Regions from separate parts of the Rattus norvegicus genome. Here region 2 is linked to region 1. A link is a contact called in public Hi-C data. All regions are on one chromosome and are shown on one strand. Each heading gives the region's core, a stretch centred on a gene start, on an enhancer-like site or on the middle of the called end of the contact. The rest is flanking DNA. Distances are from core to core; before and after follow the strand shown.

Region 1 (3,664 bases), core at 307-2,806:
ATCATGGGTTACTTATAACAGGGGAAAGAACCCATCTTCTATCTCTGGAGGAGCTGGGGGAAAATAGATTAAGTTTCCCAGTGGCCTCCTGAGGCTAATGAGCTTCCTGTCGCTCGAACTTTCCCTAACCAGGCTACGCATTCATGTGCCGGGTATTTGTAAAGGTATTTCTTTTATGAGTGGAAGGCAGGAGAAAATGACTTCTGCGATTACTTCTAATGCTATGATCCATCTATTAAGGTTTCCTGTCTCTCCTTAGCATTTCTTAGTCAAGGATTCACATATATTTTCCATGTGTGGAATAGACAGGCACTCAGGGCAAATCACCTGAAAAACAGAAACGTGACTCTCTAAGTTTTGAGCTTTTCATATTTTGTTAAAGTGGTAGGTACGTGGGTGTGGCCAGCGCACAGGCCCCACACCTGTCACTCTCATGAGTTTCCATGGTTTTATCAGAGGTGGCCCCACCCTCCTCCAAACCTCAGTAAATGTACTGGCCGTGTCATCAATTCCCACTTTACCCTCTCCAGTCTATCCTCTTCAAGTAAGCCCAGCACTAGGGAAGCAGGGGCAGGTGGATCTCTGTGAGTACAAGACCAGGCTGGTCTATATAGTGAGTTCCAGGCCAGCCAGGGCTATACAGAAAAACCTGTCTCTAAAAAACAAACAAACTAAAACCCCAAAGCCAAAAACAAAAACAAAAACCTATCCTTCCCCCCAAAACAACAACAACAACAGAAGAAAAGTCATATCATGCTGTTCTGTCTAAATTTCTACAGATTTTCACATTCATCGAAGTTAAATTTGTCACAGGGCTTAGGAAATGCTGGTTGGCCTGATGTCTCCAAAGTCCTTTGGGCCCATCCTCTCCTGTACCAGAGCGCCCTTGCAAATATGGCCTGCCTACTCTGAGGTTCCCTATCTGTTCAGAGGGGCAGACTCAGCTCCAGGTGGGACCCTGCCTCCCTCCCAGCTCTTTCTCTCACTTTCATCTGTTCTGTCTTTATGGTGCTCCCCCTGTCATAGTTCATAGCCCCCTCACCTTGTACGCCTCCCCGTGGGTCACCTTCTCCACAGGAGTACAGACTCAGAGGTCGTGACCTTGCCTGCTATCCTTTCTTATGTGTCTCAGTGTCAGCCAACATCTGAGGGTTTTCCAGGAAGTACTGGAGAAAGGAAGGGAAGAGTGAATGAGCGCTTTCCTCTGCGAGTCTGTTCCCGGGGAAGGTGTATGTAGCCATGAAGATGTTCTTCTCCTGAGTCCTAAACATGACTATTTACTCACTCAGGCTTCCTCCTTTTGGAAGTGCTATACAGATCAGAAGCCCAAGAGGATTTTGGAATGACCCTCAAGAAGATCCTTCACAAAACTGAAATCCTAAGATTAGAGAGAGAAAGACCCTGCTGGAACCCTGAGCTTCTTCCCCTGAACCTTACGGCAAAATCCCAAACGGTCCCGATCTGAAGACAATCTCCCCACTCCACCCCACACACACACCACCGGGGCTCTCAGAAAACATCCTGGGAGCAAGGAACACGAGCTTCTGAGATGGGTGACTGAAGAGGTGGGAGAGACTCCTTCTCTGGAGTTCTTTAAAAATAGAGCAGCCATCTGGGATAGTTTAGATACGGCCTCAGCAAAAGGCGGGGGACTGGAGGGGGGTGGAAGATCTGAAGCTCATCTCCTCATCTTGGATTTTCTGATATTTCATTTTCACGTTTTACTCACGGCAAAAGTCCGGAAGGAGCTAGAAATTCACCTTTTCTTTTCAACCAAACATCCCATTTTGTTTCCAAGGGAATTCTACTGTGTCAGTAACCCCTGTGCTTCAGATGCGTGATTTGAATGCCACGGCTTTTTTTGTTTTGAAGGAAGTTTGGATAAAACTTAGCTTCCATTTTCTCTTTCCTAGAGAGGGAGCAAAGGCAGTTACGATGGGAAACATGTTTAGCCGCTAGGAAGTGATTATTGGAGACGTGCAAATCTAGGCTTGGGTCCTGGCCACCCCACTGGAAAGGACAGAGCAGGAGGAAACAGTGGCTGAAGGAACTTGGCTAGGATCCTGTGGAACATTCCACACCCGGACCTGTTGCAAGAGGTTAAGCCTTGGAAGCCTCGTTTGCTGTAACCATTGCTTCTCCATTTTGTTTGTTTGATGGAATTAAGCTCAATAAAGTCAACGTGTGTAAACAACAGGGAGTGTGTTTTTCTGACACGAAGTCATTTTCTGATTTGTTCTTGTTACTTCTGCTTTTTGCATCAAAACTTCACTGTCAAAAAAAATAATGAATTTTAAGACATAGAAGGTCACATTTTACTATTTTTACCATAGAGGCCACACTAGGGGAAAAAAAGAGCTTGTTAAATTTGTTTCTCAGCAGTATTTGCATGCCCTGTTTTTTTTTAAACCCAAATAAACTTGATTGTGATTATCAAATACATTAATTTTAAAATGCTCATTACAAGCACTCCTGTACACAACAGACTAACGCCCAGTCTGAGACAAGTTGTTTATCCTTAAAGAACACAAACAGCTTCTAACGATGACATTAAGTCAGCTCAGAGTGTTCATTGCAGAGGACCAGACCTCAGTTTCCAGAACTCATGTCAGGTGGCTGACGACTGCCAGCTCCTGGAGGTTTAACACCCTCTTCTGATCTCTAAGTATATGTCTATATAAACTCATAGAGACTCACACAAAACCTAAATAATGAAAATAACCCATAATAAATATTGCCATAAGTCAGATCAAAGGGTCTTCACAAAATCAGATTTGGAAATTGATCTTATCATGTCACATGATTTCGGTCACACACCTATAATCTCTCCTCCCCTGATTGGTCCTGGGACAAGGGCTGAGTGTCTCTACATCTGTTCTACTGTGGCTGTGAGCATTGTGCTGGAATATCAGAGCTTCAATATCCGAGGGTCAAAGGCAGAAATAAGGATTCCCTGAGGTAGTTATTTTCTTTGTTTTGTTCTATTTGTTTGTTTGTTTGTTTCCTCCTCCGCCTCTTCCTCCTCTTCCTCCTCTTCCTCCTCTTTCTCCTCCTCTTCCTCCTCTCCCTCCACCTCCTTCCCTGTCATTTAACATAAGCTGGGATCACCTGGGAGGAAGGAACCTCAACTCAGAAAATGCCTCTATCAGATTGGCTTGCAGGCAAGCAAGCCTATGGGGTACTTTCTTGATTAATGATAGATGTGGGAAAGGCCAGCCCACTGTGGGCGGTGCCATCCCTTAACAGGTTTTATTAGAAGCAGGCTGAGCAAGCAGAGTTCCTCTATGGCCTCTGATTCAGTCCCTGCTTCCTTCCAGGTTCCTGCCTTGAGGTCCTGCCTAACTTCCCTTCATGATGAACTGGAAGTTGTAAGACTTTCTAAATAATGCTTTTCCTCCCCATCAAACTAGGATATTCCAGATCTTACCCCTAGGATGGATCTCGGTTTGCAGAGCACCTGTCCAACATGTATGAGGCTCCATGTTCCTTTCCTAGCACTGCATAAACCAGGCATGGAATCCCAGCACTGGGGAGTTACAGCGATCCTAGGCTATACAGTGAATTTCAAGCTATTCTGCTGTATTTGAAACTCCATCTCAAAAAAGGAAAGAAAAAAGAAAAGAAAACTCTCAAAAACAAAGCCCAGAAATGAATAGTGTAAAAG
Region 2 (3,878 bases), core at 312-2,811, 320 kb after region 1:
CTTACCCAGCCACTCAGCCTCTGCTTGGGGATCAGTGTCCATTCATACGGGGAATGAGCAGTCACCAATGGCCAGGTACAGACCAGTGCTTAGAAGACAGTTTGAAATCCATTCCCACTCTGACAAGGCTCTTCTCTACTCAAGTATGGCTCTGGTCATTTGGTGACCTCCTTAAGCGTTTGGGTGTTCACTGGGAATCCTCTGGGGGAAATGTGGTCTCACAGGATTGCTGCTCTTTTCCCGGAAGGGACATACATGACCTTTCTGACTCAGATGAGCGTAGAGAAGCCTGCTGTCAGCCTGCTGTTGCTCCATCCACCTCCGGCAGATCTGTGGATAGCTCAGCGAACCTCCATTATCGTCCGTAAGGTAGTCCAATTCAAACTGTGAAATTTAAATATAGTGTATGCTGGGCAGCTTCTAAGATTTATCTCTGCAAATCTTCACCAGGAATCTGAAGGAGGCTCCATGGCCGCTACTGAAACTTGAGGTGTGTGTGTGTGTGTGTGTGTGTGTGTGTGTGTGTGTGTGATGACTCACATGGCCTCCCAGCTACTAAATGGGGGAGCCAGGACTCCAACTGAGCAAGCCTGACTCCAAAGTTAATGGTATACATGGGTCTAAGAGAGACCCAACAGCAACTGGTTATAAATCACAAGAGGTTGAATTCCAAAGAGAGGAGGGAGGCCTCACACAGCTTTGGCAAAGCCAAAGATGGGAGCTCAGACATCCTAACGGCCATTTCTTTGCACATCCAGTTGGGCCCCTTCATCTTCTAGCTTGGTGATAGCGATGACAGGTCTGTCCTAAGGGTTACAGACAGTAGGTTGTTTATGCTGTCTGGCCCCCTAAATTAAACACCGTTTTAAAAGAAATCTCGTCTCAGGAGACAGCCTGTGACTGTCAGCTCATGAGGTGAAGGGCTGGGGAGTGGGGTGGGGAGTGTGGGGGGGTATTAGTAAATTCAAGGTCGCAAAGCCCCCCCACCTGCCTATGCACCTTAACACCAGGTTCTCCCACAGAGGTTGGAGGCCAAGTAAGGCATGGAGTGTTCATCTTGACTCCAGATGCCAGCTCAGGCCAGCGACAAGGAAGAGATGAGGTCCGCAGTGACCAGGGTGGGGGTGGGGGGACGCGCGGATGTGGAGGACAGGTGTCTACTTGGGAGCCTCCCTGCTGCTCAGCGGCAGGTCTCCAAGCCCTGTGGGAGGCCGGGGTCAGAGGTGTCTGGGACTCCCACACTCGGGTCGCGGTTCTCCTATGGCGGGAGCCGGGGATGCAGCAGCTCCGCCCGGGGACAGAAACCAGAGGGAGGGCACCCTGCCCCAGGCCCCAGAGGCTTTGTGTGTTTGGAGCTAGAGCCCGCACTTCCCTTCCCCTCCTCCTTCCCGCTCTCTTTCTCCCGGACCTAAGTCCCAGTGGTGGTTCCAGCAATTAGCACGCGAGGAGGGGGGCGGCAGGGGGCGGGGGTGGCGGCGGCTGCGGGAGGCGAACCCCCCCCCCATCCTTGCCACCGGCCGCGCTTCCGCCAGCGCTGCCTTCGTGCGCCACCTACAGGACATCCAGGAGCACTGCCGCGTCTGCCTGAGCTGTTCCTAGGCAGATCTTGATCTTCCGTGGACAATAGACAATGGGATTTTTTTTTTCCTGAACAATGATTTATTTTAGGGGGTGGGGACAAGGAGGAAGGAGGGAGGAAGGGAAGGAGCACTGTGTTTGTCATCGCTTTAGAAAAGGGAAAAAAAATCTCTGTTCTGTCATTGTTTCTGCATATCCATTATATGGAGGACAAAAGAATCAGGTCCTGGAACAACAAAGCCAAAGGAAATGTTTTCCGTGGCTGACATTTAATTGTGAGCACAAGGTGCTGCATTATCATGGGAAGAGACTGCAGAATGAAGTAGGGGCATAGGCTGGCTTCAAAAGCCTGGGTTCTTTGCTTTAACGTGTCCCATTTTGTATGGCCTCAGAGAGCCCCACTCGGATGGCACGTTACACACAATTCCACAATTCTATAGTTTTTCAACCCTCCACAGGGATTCCTTGTGGATCATTTCACAGCTCCTCCAGAGTCTGCTCTTTTGCAGCTAGCAGGGACAGTCAGCTTTTCTTCACAGCCTTCATAAGAATCCTTAATAAAAGAATCTACACACACACACACACACACACACACACACACACACACACACACACCCGCTGCCCCACTAGAGTTGTTGGAGACGACTCTGAGAACTTAGCTCCAGTCTGTCATTTTAGAGATGAGAGAGGTGAAGTGCTTATCCAAAGTCACGCAAGTAATTAGAGATAAAAGGCAGGACCAGGTCTGCTTAAGGTAGGACCAATCTGCTTTGCTCACCCCTGCCTTTTGCTGTTTTGATGCCCAGCAACCCCTGACCTGACCAGCTCACAGTCATGGTCTCCTCCTTTCTGGCAGCCATTGAGCTTCCTTGCAGGAAGATGGGCGATAAGGGAAGGGTTGGGACCAAAGGGCTTCCTAGCTCGCTGGCAGTCCCCTCCATTTATTTCTCCTTTACACAATGAAGGGGGCAGCATTGTTTGGTTCTTCATTTTTTTTTGTTATGATAATATGTAAAACTGGCTATAGCAATCCATAACTCCCCAGAAACTATTTCTCTTGTGATAGAGGATTTGAACTCCTGTGATTAAGAACAAGGAATGGCTTCCGTGCTTGGGATTCTGTTTGGTGGTCTTCTGATAAAAGGGGATAAGTGGCTCCCCCAAAAGCTTCAGTAATGCAAATTTCTTTACAAGACCCTGTAGTAGTAGTAGTAGTAGTAGTAGTAGTAGTAATAATAAAAATCTTAGGGGAGATGCACACAGTTGGTCATGTGCTAAGAAACAGAGACATTTTTCTTGTACCACCTTGCAAGAACATCCCACAACAGCTACCGTTGCCTTCAAAGTCTTCCTGTGTCACACTGAGCACAGAAGAGTTTCAGTCGTAAATGAGCAACTCAGTACACGTCTCTGCACATCCAAAATAAGCCAGCCTCGAAAGCAGCCGGTGTGCTTTATAGATTGTTCAGCCTGTTTAACGCAAACAGACCCACCTCGCAGTCCGCAGACAACTAGTCAACAAGCAGGAAAAATTTCCAAACAAAAGACCAGAACATTCCCGAACTCTTTTTAAACTGTCTTCCAAGAGCCGGGGAAGAAAACACCAGGTTGGCAGGCAGTGCCTGAACCTTTCAGTTGGGCTTTCGAACTTTAAGAACATTGGTTTATGCAGGGACCATGTGACAGGGTAACAGGGAGCCTAGATCTCTAAATCTTGTTTTCCTTTGTGTCATCCTCCGTCCACCCCCTCCCAGCTGGTGATTCACCCTGTCTCTGCAGAGACATCCACAGTTCGGTGATGGTCTATGTGGCAACTTCATGCTGTGCCTTAAGGATTCTGTGCAAATCGAGTGTGATCAACTGAGGTAACAGAGGTTGAAAGATCTGTGAGTTGTTCCTTAGATGTGGGACACTATTCCATAGGCTCGAGAGTCTGAAACATGAATATTATTCACTGAAACACTGCCCTAAGAATTAGAAAAAGAAATTGGGCCCTTTTTTTTTCAGGTAGGCGCATAAGGTTCCGCATGGGGGATGGGGCAGATGTCAGTCACAGAGCCTCCAAGCCTCATCCTAGAGAGTGCTTCCCTCTCATGTTGCAGTCTGGTAAATGCTAGAATCTTGGTGACTCACTGCTTCCCCATGTCCTTATTTGGTAGCATGCAAATGAAAAAAAAAAAGATCGTTTCAGATTTAGATTTCCTCAAATCGTGGTGTGAGCAGCTATTTTTACTTTTGCTTCAATCACCATTCTCAGTAGTAGAAAGTGTATTTAGAGTTGTAAAAACTGCTTTTTTTTT

The links. A called contact is a pair of places that touch in the nucleus more often than the background predicts.
Region 2: a contact with region 1 is called in a Hi-C map of liver, with 3 times the contacts expected there. The contact joins two enhancer-like sites. A contact is called at or near these places in 5 of 12 Hi-C or Micro-C datasets (frontal cortex, kidney, liver and 1 more).

What each region holds. Positions count from the first base shown.
Region 1 is chr2:138,064,070-138,067,733 of GRCr8, forward strand. The region is part of intron 1 of Maml3 (mastermind-like transcriptional coactivator 3); the gene reads right to left. Among named protein-coding and RNA genes, the nearest start is that of Mgst2, 220 kb to the left of the region's middle. Within about 2 kb of position 1,557, at least 11 of the 93 cell types and tissues checked have an H3K27ac peak or open chromatin away from gene starts, as enhancers often do.
Region 2 is chr2:138,380,285-138,384,162 of GRCr8, forward strand. No RefSeq gene overlaps it. Among named protein-coding and RNA genes, the nearest start is that of Foxo1, 81 kb to the right of the region's middle. Within about 2 kb of position 1,562, at least 35 of the 93 cell types and tissues checked have an H3K27ac peak or open chromatin away from gene starts, as enhancers often do.